Regions from separate parts of the Gossypium hirsutum genome. Here region 2 is linked to region 1. A link is a contact called in public Hi-C data. All regions are on one chromosome and are shown on one strand. The core of a region is the stretch at or near the end of the contact, and the rest is flanking DNA. Distances in the headings are between cores, read along the strand shown. Region 1 holds the start of LOC107915047 (glucan endo-1,3-beta-glucosidase 14). Region 2 has its middle 33 kb from the start of LOC107915856.

Region 1 (6,041 bases), core at 3,510-6,009:
GAAATAATATGAATAAATAAATAATTATGACATGCAAAATATCAAATAAATGGGCAAGATAATAATAAACGATATGCAAACATAAATTGATAAGCGAATAATTAAAATAAATAACAAAAAGTGCATACAAGTATACATAGAAGTATATATAGGTTTGAAATAAATAATACCAAAAATAATTAAATAAATAAAACAAGTATTTATATTTATACAAGTATGCGAAAAATAATAATTTCAAAATAAAACATAATACATGCTCTTTTTTTAAAAACATATATATACAAAATAATAATAATTACATATGAAAATTATAAGATAAGATAAAAACAATTGCATTATCCAAAAAAAATATTGATTTTTAAAGAAAATATGAAAAAGTGACTAAATTGAATTGCAAGTAAAAATATAGGGTAAATATGCAAATAAATAAAATCTGGAGGATTAAATTGAACGCGAGAATTACATAGAGGGGCTGGAAGGGCAATTTTCCCTTCTCCTCTAAAACGGCGCCGTTCAAAAGGATTAAATTGGAATTTAAAATAAATAAAAGGGTAAATTAAAAAAATAAAAAACTTAATTACAAAACCATTAAAAGGTGGAGGGGCTAAATAAAATTCGTAGTGGTATCACCTTCTCCCCTTTTTTAAAATCGTAAATAAGTAAAAAAATAATCGAAAGAAAAAAATAGTGAGTCACCTTTAAAAAACTGTCAATTGTTCTCTTTTTTATTCCTCCTCCCTCTTTTTCCTCCCCCTTTACAATGAAGGGAGAGGCCTCTATTTATAGTAGAGCCTCCCTAAATCCAAAGGTACAGATCAATTACATCAACGGCTGAGATTAAAGGGTATCTACAAATTAAATCTCTAAGATTACAAAATCATATCTTCTAAGATTACATATCATATCTAAGATTGCATATATCATATCTAAGATTGTATATCCTCGAAGATTATGTTTCCATATGTGAGCCCGGGCTAAAATTGGGTATTACATTGTTGATTTGGGTTTTATACATTTGAAACATTTGTCTTTGTCTTAATGATTTGAGTTTTGTTGAAGGTATGGTTATGGTTCGTTTTTGCTAAAAAATGATAATGTTAGGTGTTAACTATGGTGGTGAAGGTGGAAACGGGTTTAGCAATGGTTAAGGAGTTGTTTGAGATGAGTTTATCTCAGTTTTGACAAGTAAGCAATGAGTGAAGGATGAAGGTCGATGAAAATGACTATTAAGCTTGTGGATGGTGAAAAAGATAAAAACTTTACGAAAATATTTTCTTTTGTAATTTTTTGGAAATGCTCTGCTTTGCAAATAGTATTTGGTTGTCAAGAAAATAATGGAAAATCTTGATGAAGTTTTAACTTTTAAGCATTGAAATCATGTGAAAAAAATCCATATCATTAAAATTTATACTTATTTAAAGCCATGTTTCAAAAATAAGTTTTTTAACCGGCATAACGGTCATGTCATCAATTTCATTAGTTTTTAACGGTCAACATTCGTTAAAGAGTCTATTTGATTAATTTTCTTAGTTGAAAGGTTCAATTGGGTGCGAAAAGGTCGGAGAAACTTAATTAATTTTTTTTAAAAATATCAAACTATTAAAAACATAAGAACAATTATAATATATTCAAAATGGTTCTGAAAATGTAATTAACTTAAATTTAGAATAAAATTTGAAATAAAAAATAAAACATACATAAATTCCCAAAACCTCATTAAAAAAAAAGTAAAGATTTGATTTTGTTTGGTGCTATTCTCGTGGAATAAGAAATCAAATGTTTGCATTTAAAATTTATTAAATTCAAATTTCAAAATCAGAAAATAATTTAAAATGGAATGAATCAAAATGTTATATTTAATCCAGTATCTGATTTGAATTAATGCTTTTGTTGGCTATTAGAATTTTCCCACCAAGAGAACAACAACATATATCCCAAATATTGAATGCTGTCTTAATTGCTTTAAATGTTAGAAATGTGCACCGCACTTTCAAAATTGAGATAATTAATTCCAACATTACAATATTAATTTACTACTAATTATACCTTTTTTTTATTTGGTGATGTTGTAGGCTAAATTTATTAAATCAGGATGAAATTGATAAATTGTGTAAACTTTAAAAGCTAAATTTATTATTATACTAATAAAAATATGCACAGTTGATTGTCTTTAGTTACTTATTTTCGAAATGAACATTAAAATTAAAAAGTTTTCAGCTCAAATTATTCTATAGTTAGGAATGGGATTCTTATAATAGTTTAATTAGATTTAAAATTTTATTTAATAAATTAATAAAAATATTAAATTATGAAAAGATATTTTGGTAAATAAAAAAGGAAATTGGAGGCTTGAGAAATAGAAGTTTTATTGTTGAATAAACTTGGTCGGATAAGAACTTCTCTATACAAAGAATCCAAAGTTAGTAAATAATGTTGATAATCCTAAAGACTAGAGTAAAACAACAGCCCAAGCCGTGGAAACCAATAAATAAGACCATCTTAACCAACCCTGCCCCGCAATTTCCTGCAAACAAAACCAATGTTGACAAAATTAACTACACAAATCAACAACAGTAATCATATTCAAATGGAATGTTATGAGATAGGCAATGAAGAAAAGCAAAGCATACCTTAAAAGAGACAAGTATGGAGGGTGGTGCTGCAGAAGGCACCAGTCCAGTGAACCCAACATCATACGCAATGCTTCCATCAGGTTTGAACAATCCAAAGTTTCTCTCGGATGTTGGCCCAGGCTTTAAATTTTCATTGAACAGTGCAAAAACATAAGCCTTGATCACCATCTTTGGCCTAAATGGGGTTCCCTTCTTCTTAGCCAATAGTTTACGCAGGTTCCGGTTGTAAGTCCTTGCGTTCTTCACGTTTGCACCAGCTTCATCAGGATCCCCACGCGAAGCCCAACTGGTTTCAGAAACAATGACTTGCATCTTGTTGAAACCAGCTTTGTCCAATGCTGCATAGGCTGCATCTACCTGAGCTTCAAACATGTTATCGTAATGTAGCTTCGTTTTTGCATCATAAATCCCACGATTATCTTTGAATAATGCGTAGTTAATGTCGATGTGTTGAGGGTCATTCTTGTAGGCTAGGAATGGATATGCGTTTATATAAAACGGAGAGCCAATCTGTGAGAAAAACTCCAATAGTGGCTTCATGAAAGGAGCAACATCGGGTCTGAAGATGCAAGCTGATGGTGGGAAAGAATTGGCAAATACAGCTTCTGAATGTGGACTTGAAACCTCAACAGTATGCTGTAAACCCAATCTGTATAGAGCACTATAAACATTCTTTGCTGCTGGTAATAAGACCTCCCAAAGTTCTATAGTTGTCCCTCCCAATATCTCATTGCCGACGGCTATTCCTCGGATTCGAGTATCGGGAAGGAATGCCTGTACGTTTTCTTGTACCCAATTCATGGCACGGTCCTCACCTATACTTATTTCTTTTAAATATTCATTGGGAAGTCCAATTATAATTTCTATACCGGACCCTTTAAAGGCCTGGAGAACTCCGTGATCTGCGTCGTAGATTCGAATGTGGTTTATCTTTGCAGCTTTTAGAAGCGTCACCACGCTTTCTGGTTGTGGTAGGTTGTTTGCTATTCTGCCATAGTTTACTCCATAGGTCCATGTGACTGAATGTTTAGCTGAAACTGCATGATCACACACATCACCAATAATATATGTGCTTTAATTAGACATGGGCAATAATACAGTCATTGAAACGCAGAGTAATTCATCAACTCAGCATGCAACCAAACTTATAATGGATTAAAGCAAAGCAGCCATATTGATGAAAAAAAGGGACCTTTTTCTTTTTAAAATTTTTTTATGGTGTATTACATATGCAATAAGTATCAGCAAAAAGAAAAGATACAATAACGAAAGGTGCATACCAGGAGAGAATATGACAGAGAAGATGAGGAAGAGCCAGAGAAAGATAGAAGAACCCATATGAAATGTAGGAAGATAAACGGAGGATGTGCATTCCATTTGTAGAAAAGAGGTGGGGTTGGTCCAGTCTTTGATGACTTAAAAACTATAGCAAAAAGAAAGGCAAGACTTGTTAATGCAGGCATGTCACAAAAACCACCCAAGAAAATATTCTTAAACCTTATTTAAAGATGATGTACCAAAAAGGCTTTAGAAATAAAGAAGAGGACGAAGATTCTTAACCTTAACCCAAAGTTCAAAAAAAAAAAAAAAAAAAACTAAAAGATTCTTACTATCAAAGTATGCCTTTTCTGCAACTTTCTATTCTTGGGGGCTTGTCCATAAACAAATGACACTGTTACTCGTAAAAAGTACATGTGCCCCTCGTGTATGCAGATGGATAGTTGAATAAATTTTATGTATACCTTTCTTGGGATATGAGGAGAAGTGAATCATTGGTTAATGATGGAAATAAGTTTGGCTTTTGCTTGTTGCTTTTGCATTATAGAAGAGGTGGCATGATTATTAAGCTACTTAATCAAGCTTAGTGAGGAAACAGTTTTGTAGGTTAACGAAAAGCCTACTTTTATATTCATATGGAAAACCTTTGAATAAAGAAAAATATAGCTCTTATTTAACAGTTTTAAAAATCATTGGCAAAACACCTTCGATTATTGCTTTGAAAACAACGCAGCATGTGCATACCCAGCAAAGATAGAAGATGCTCATGAAGGATAGCTATCAATGTTGCCTTTTAACTCCAAATAATTATGTAAACAAATCATGAGAGCGAAACACCTACCTACATGCTTTAACCAGGGTTTAAAAAGCTGCACGTTAAGCAAGGGCATGACGGTTCCATGCACCAGGAACCATTGCATGGTTCCGAATAGTTATAACAGAAAAAAAACACCAGCATATTGTGTCAACAACATATCAAGCATACACAGCGCAGTTAGTCAATGACATAACATGTAATGTTCGATCTGAGACTTGAGCCACTAACCATAAATCACGAGTTCCATGTGCCTACAATCTAAGTTCTGCACAATGTAACAAAAGCTGCGACGTTCAAACCTACTTCTTACAGGGATACAGGTTGATTGCTATCCCACTAACAAACAAATCTAGCAGAAACATCATTAATGTTACAGTCATCCATGGAATCATCATAGAGGTTACAGGCAAATACAATAAACTAGAATACCACAGGGTGGCTAGGATACTGGTGGTCATATTAGTTGCTTGCAGGAGCAGATCCTGTAGGTTGTGGGGTATCAGCTTTCCCACCTTCTTTAACCTTACCATTTTCAATCACCTCCCCATCTACTGCCTTGCCTTTGTCCTCGACCTCAACACTACACTTGCCAGCCACCTCCTGTAAACCTTGTGTCTCTTTGGCTTCTCCCTCAGATACAGGGACTGCTCCATTTGGATTCTCTTTCTCTACTCCCCCGTTAGCTTCCAATGTCACAGTTTCTGGGTTTTCTGGTTGTTTCTCACATGTACCATTCTCCTCTGCCTGAGTTTGTGGCACCTTTTCAGTAGGGGCTTCCCCTTCTTTTGCAGTTTGAGTCCCATCTGTGCAACTAGCTTCTGCAGGTTTCTCTTGAACCTCCATTGCAGTCGGGGTTTCTTCAGTACCAGCAGCCTCTTCTTTTTTGCCAGCCTCTGCAGTTTCTGGTACCTTAACATCTGTACCAGCTTCATCCATCTTGGTGTCAGCATGCCCAGTCTGATCTGCCACTTCTGTTTTACCTCCATCCTGAACCTGAGTTTCGATGGAAGTATCTTTTTCTCTTTCAGCTGCCGCAGTTTCCTTTTCAGTGGCTGGTGCATCTTCCTTTTCATTTTCTTTCTCACCTTCGGATTTTTCAGGAACGGCCTCTGTTTCCTTGTTTTCCTTCTTTGCACTCAATGATTTTCGGCCTCGCTTCTTTGGGGGTTCCTTTTCTGGTGTTGGAGCAGTCTTGGCCTTTTCACTGATCCTTGCTGATCTTCTAGGGGTCTCACCGGTACCCCAATCAAAATCTGTTATTGGAGGATTACCAGGGTGTGATTTTAGATATTGCTCCAACTGTTTCCTGCTAC
Region 2 (6,008 bases), core at 1,757-4,256, 48 kb before region 1:
CATTGATTAAAGAGAGATTACCTGAAATGCAGAGAACCATGTTGTCCAAGTGGTTGCCTTCTGAAAAAGCGATTGTAAAGATTAATTTTGATGCAGCGTTTAAGCAAAATCTACATCAGTCGTGTTCAAGTTTCGTCATCAGAAATGATTTAGGGCCGATTATGGAAAGTGGGTCGATTCTGAATAGTAACGTTGTAGATGCTTTTTCAGCAGAGGCTTTGGCTTGTCTCCAAGTCTTAACCTTTGCTAAGGACACGGGGTTCTCACAGGTGGTGATTGAGGGGGACTCTAGAATGACTATAATGAAGGCTCGTAGAGGGATTACAGATAGATCTGTTATTGGAATTTTTACTGAAGATATTAGAGTGATGTCCCTTATTTTATTTCTGTTTTATTTCAACATGCAGATCGAGATTCAAATACTGTTGCCCATACAATTGCTAAAAATGGGTTTAAGCTGGGAAACTCTCATTTTTGGGTTGAAGATGTACCTCATGAAGCTGCTAAGCTGAGATGGTTGAAAATGACCGTCGGTCATTGCAGATTCCTGAAGGGACTTGATTCTACGATTGCTTGTGACCTCTTGACTGGAAGACTATCGGAGTTCTGGGTTTGGATGATTTCTATCTAGAGGAGAAGATGGAAGGTCTCCTTCTATTGATGATTCATTTTCCTCTGCTCCGAGGCAATTTTCTTCTTTTGTTTTGGTTTCTGTTTTATATTTCCTATTAATTACTTCTTTCTTTATAGCTGTTTGTTTGTTCCCCAAATGACTGAAAAGTCAGACTTGTATTTTATTGGGGTTGTTGGATTTGTTTTTTAGTATATTTTTTGCCTCGATTTTTTACTTAAAAAGAAACACTATTATTAAATAAGAGGGTAAACTACAACAATGTCCCTAAACTAGTAGTAAGTTTAAGTTTTGGTCGCTTAACTTCAAAAAATTACAAAATGATCACTAAACTATACAAAAGTTTTCATTTAAGTTACTACGCTATTAAGTTTTTGTTTTTCAAAAGCCTGGCTAGTGGGCTCCAAACGACGATTCGACGATCGGTATAATGGATTAGTACCCATCGACGAATAGAAAAATAAACTTTAGATCCAAGTCGATCTGACGATCAATGTTGGAGATTGAAAAAGAAAGTTGTTTGGATTTTGGTCTACAAATTTGTGACATTCAAAATTGTTTCATGAAAAAAATTGAATTGTAGAAAAGAAGGGAAAGAGAGCTTTTGATTGGTGTAGGCGGTTCGAGCATAAAGGGTTGTATAGCAACGATTTTAACAACCGGTAGCTTGAATGAAAATTTTTGAATAATTTAACGACTATTTTTAAATTTTTTAAAATTGAATAACCAAAACATAAATAAAATATGAATCTCCTTAATTCCTTCAAAACAATTTAGAAACATTGCTTAAAGTCATTTTTACTATAAAAAAATTTACTAATAATTTAGTGACATTAAATATAATTTACCTAAATAAAATAGGAATCTCCTTTTTAAGTCCTTCAAAATAACCATGATAGATTATAACCTTTGCAAGTGTTGGCCCAAAACACATCTCGTTGGGCATGAGCCTATGGCGAGATTTGAGAGCCTTCAGACACACTAGTATCAAAATGACTTTTCATTGAGTTCTAGGAAGGAAAAGAAAAGGTATTTTAGAATACCTCTTATGAAATAAAGGTTAATTGTTTTGCTTCCATTAGTCCCTGAGTTTACCAACTCTCGAACCTTGCCCATGGTTAAGTGATAAAGATTAACACCTAACCATTGAGAACAAGGAGTGAGCCAGTGATATGTTTTATAGATTTTATATTATAACCCATAATGGGTACATGGCAACAATTACATTTTTATTACGAAGAAAATTTTGTTATGCATTCTGTGACTGAAATGGTAAGCTGGTTGGCAAATTTTAGAATTAAGTTTTTTGTTTAGTTTATTAATTGCATTTTAAATTGGGTTGAGTTTACATAAACCATTTTTAATGGTAAGCTAGTTGACTGGCATAGGTCGGGTTTAGAGTGTTACTTTAGGTTTTAGATAATGAATTTAATTGTTTTTGAATTAGTGATTTAATATAAATTAAACATATATAATTTTATATAATAATATTTGGGTCAGGCTCAGGTAAAAAATTTTTGTCCAAGGCTCAACCTATATAGAAAACAAGTCTTAAATTTTATCCAAGTCTATATTTTAAATTTCATATTTTACATAAACCACTGCACTCTCCCCACTACCCTTCCTTGTCCACCCTTGGTCCCGCTTGAGTCCTAATGCTGCCATTATGTTACACTAACACACACCAGCTGCTCCACCCTTGCTTCTCAAAGTATCAGCAATCACCATAGAGCAACCTAGGCCATCGTTTCGGCCCACTGCCACAACCAAAGCCAGCCACATCGTAGCAAGATCAAGCCTGCATCTCCGACCACCCTCTTAGTCATTACCCTAAATAGTTTAAAAATCAAAAGTTTTTATAAATTTTTATAATAAATTTATAATTTCTTAAAACTTTAATATTTTTTCAATAATTATTAAAATCTTAATGTATATTTGTAATTTTTATAAGTTTCTTTTATAATTTCCTATAATTGGATAAATTTTAAATAATTTTTATAAGCTTTACAATTTTACCATATTTTTATAATTTTTATATTAAAAAAATGAAAGATTAAATCTAGTGCTTCTGTGTGTCCATTAGCTGATTTTAATGGCCAACAAAGACAAATACAAAAATTATTAGTAGAAGGGTTTAATTAAATTTTTGAGCGATAATGATTCAATTGGGTGCGAATTAAGTCGAATAGCTTAATTATTATTATTTTTTAAATTCTTCTTATGAACTTTTCATACTTACAACTTACAAGACATTAATTTTTTAATTATTTTAAATAAATCGACTAACCAACTTCACGGATAAAACCAATTATAATAGAATGATGGGGGGTTAAATATAAGAGAATAAACCAATTATTGGCTCACCCCTAAAAAGACTACAGGCCATGGCCCAAAATACATCAGGTTGGGCATGAGCCTATGGCAACAATTTCACACATTTACTCCTATCAAAATGGATTTTTCCTTGAGTTCTCATAAATGATTTCTTTTTCATTTTTTTGTTTACTTTTTAAAGAAAACAAAATGGATTTTTACTTCAATTTATATAAATGATTTTTTTTCATTTTCCTTTATTTTTTAAATAAAATAAAAAGGTATTTTAGAATACCTCATTTCGTATTTTAATTTTGGTTTTGGTTTTCTTTGATTTCCTATGCTTACCGGCTCTCGATCCTTGTCAAGGATAAGTGAAAAGCACTTAACCATTGAGGACAAGCAAAGAGCCAGTAACCCATTTCCCCAACTTTAACTTTTATTATCATTTCCATCACATTTAGATTCCGCTATTAAAAAGAATCCAAGAGCCTGCAGTAAAATTCAATATGGGTCAAGTCAAAACGGCAGCAGCAACTACAATAATAATAATTCTTTTTTATATTTTATTACAAAGTAAATTGATTATTGCATTTTGTGTTTTAACTCGAATGCTAAGGTGGATATGTTTAAGAATTAGAGTATTTGTATCATGGTAGTCGGCAATAGTGGTTGATATAATTTTAGTCTTTAATTTATACATGAGTAATTGTTTTGATTGTAATCGTAAAGTTGAAGAGTTTAAGAGTGGGTTTGGATGGGCGATTGGGTGCGGTGCGGTGCGTTTAGCTTACTTTTTGTCTCACGCTACAGTATCGTTACAGTATCTAATCTCACCGCCACCGCTGTTTTTACACTAATGGCTCCTTTGGATGCCAACGCACAACAGTGCGTTGAATTTTTTCCCCTTTATTATCAATCTCATTGCACTGGACTGGACTCTGGACAGCCTTTGAATGTGTTGGCTTCCAGCACAGTGAGGAGTTTCTACTGCACTGGACAGCTTTAAGCTGACCGGTAAAAGTTCCAGTAGGGCAGTAGACATTTTTAGAAGACAATAATACCCTAAATATTATACCAAACCCCATTCATTCTCTTATCTCAAATTCAGCAAGATTCTTAGAAGAAGAAGAAGAGCTAGCTAACCTTTCTAACAGGAACATGATTACGAGGATGTTTGGTTTTCAAATCAACAGTAAGATAATGTTTGGGTTTTGCTGATGAAGAGCTGAAACGAATCAAACCAGCTTCACGAGCAGATTTAAAGTACTGAGTTATGGGCAATTCATTTGCATGATCCCAGTCTCCAAATGCTGGAATTTGCCCACTTCTCTTGCAATTATAATCCTAGTTAAACAGGCAAAACAAGAAAAATCCCACCTTAGATTTAGCTTTAAAGAAGAAATTCAAACAAGAAGAGAAACACAACTTACATCCATGGTGGTCGGCTGTTATTTTGAATCTAAAATAAAAATAAGAGCAAATTGAAAAGGTGTTAGGTGACTTTTAAGGGTTGTGTTTAAAGAAAGTGAGATGAAAAAGTTGAAAAGAAGATATGGGGATTCTCAAGGAAGTTAAAAGAAGATACAGATTCTAGTTTCAGAAATTACACTGAAGAAGAGAATGAATTTAATCTAGCAATGATGTTATTACTTGGTCTATATTTTTTCCCTAATTTTGGCTTAAATTATTAGGCATTAGTTTCACAAACTGGAAAAAATAAGAAGGCATGAACGGGTATTCAGAGAAGAAAAGAACATGAAGAAGAATGAGTTGGAATGGATGAGTTTAATCATATTTTTATTTTGGAAAAAATTAAATAAAAATAAAAATCATAAAATTTAGGATAAAAATATTAATATAATATTAAACTATAATAAAGAGATAATATCTCTATTTCATATAATTCTTACTCTAATATTTCATTACTCAAAAAAACACCTGAGAGAAAAATATAGTAGGAATAATAATACTAAAAAAAAGCAAATAATATAATCCAAAATTTCCATTTATCGTAATTTGTGTCATATTAGGGATGAAGTTAAATGATACTTTTATTTATTAATTAAACATGAAACCGGAAATTTTCTAAAATTTAAATTGAATTGGCTTATGGATTAAATCGTAGAGGAAAGTAAAGTGGTATGTTAAATGTAAGGAGGAAGAATTTAATTGATTGGAAATTGATAGGGATTAGTTGAGGAATTGGCCAAAGCCCTTGGGAGTAAATTGACCATGTTTTGTGGAGAAAGTAAATCATCTCCTTGGACCCTTGGGTGAGAGCAAAAGAAAAAGAGTTACTATAACAAAATTAAAAATAATTATCATTTTATCTAATAAATAATTTAAATTAATTTTATAATTCATTAAAATATTGAAAGATACATTTTAATATTTTATTAAATGAATTTATAAATTCACATATTTTAATAATTTAAAAAAGTAAAATAATTTAAATAACTTCTATTATATATCAATTCTAATCTGATGTCCTTAATAGTCATTTTTTATTCTCACCTCACCGCTACAGCTGCGTTTGAATCCAAACACACACTCCACCATTGTTTCTAATCTCACTGCTACAGTATCCAATCTCACCGCTACAGTAACTAATCTCACCGCCACCGCTGTTTTTAACCTCACCGGAGGTAAACACACCGCTCATCCAAACTAGTCCTTCCGCAGGTAAACGCACCGCCCATCCAAACTTACCCTAAGTTTGCAACTCTCTTGCCCTCCATCCTTTTAATTTTCATCTTTCTCTTCCCTTTACTCAAATGATACTCTAACCTCGGTCGTTCGAAGGGGGTGGTTGTCTCTTTAGTCTTTCCTTTTAGACAAGAGCTAGGCAGGAGTCCTCTCTTGTCGGATCCTCATGGGAGCTTCCCATGTTTGATGGAACTTTATTCCTTTCCTTGCTCGGGGCTTATGTGCGGGCATTTTCTGATGATTTCTAGCAGGGTTACACAGGGGCGAAGCTAGAATTTTTTTTAGGGGGTCAAAATTAAATTGTAATTTTTACGATAGTAAAAATGTAAATTTTAAAGGACTAAATAAAAAATTT

Evidence for each region. Hi-C and Micro-C count contacts between places; a contact is called where the count stands out from the background.
Region 2: a contact with region 1 is called in a Hi-C map of hypocotyl, with 4 times the contacts expected there. The contact joins the enhancer-like site here to the promoter of LOC107915047 in region 1. A contact is called at or near these places in 15 of 34 Hi-C or Micro-C datasets (anther, callus, fibers and 3 more).

Annotation. Positions count from the first base shown.
Region 1 is chrD10:9,231,582-9,237,622 of Gossypium_hirsutum_v2.1, reverse strand. LOC107915047 (glucan endo-1,3-beta-glucosidase 14) reads right to left here and starts at 4,759. Exons shown (of 3, transcript XM_016844148.2): 1 at 3,914-4,759; 2 at 2,631-3,670; 3 at 2,344-2,524. The coding sequence starts at 4,010. The coding sequence ends at 2,450. LOC107914157 (methyl-CpG-binding domain-containing protein 11) reads right to left here. Exons shown (of 3, transcript XM_016842951.2): 3 at 4,926-6,041. The coding sequence ends at 5,188.
Region 2 is chrD10:9,278,094-9,284,101 of Gossypium_hirsutum_v2.1, reverse strand. No RefSeq gene overlaps it. Among protein-coding and RNA genes, the nearest start is that of LOC107915856, 33 kb to the right of the region's middle. Within about 2 kb of position 3,006, at least 4 of the 9 cell types and tissues checked have an H3K27ac peak or open chromatin away from gene starts, as enhancers often do. A contact at or near this core is called in fibers, hypocotyl and leaf, where this site is marked.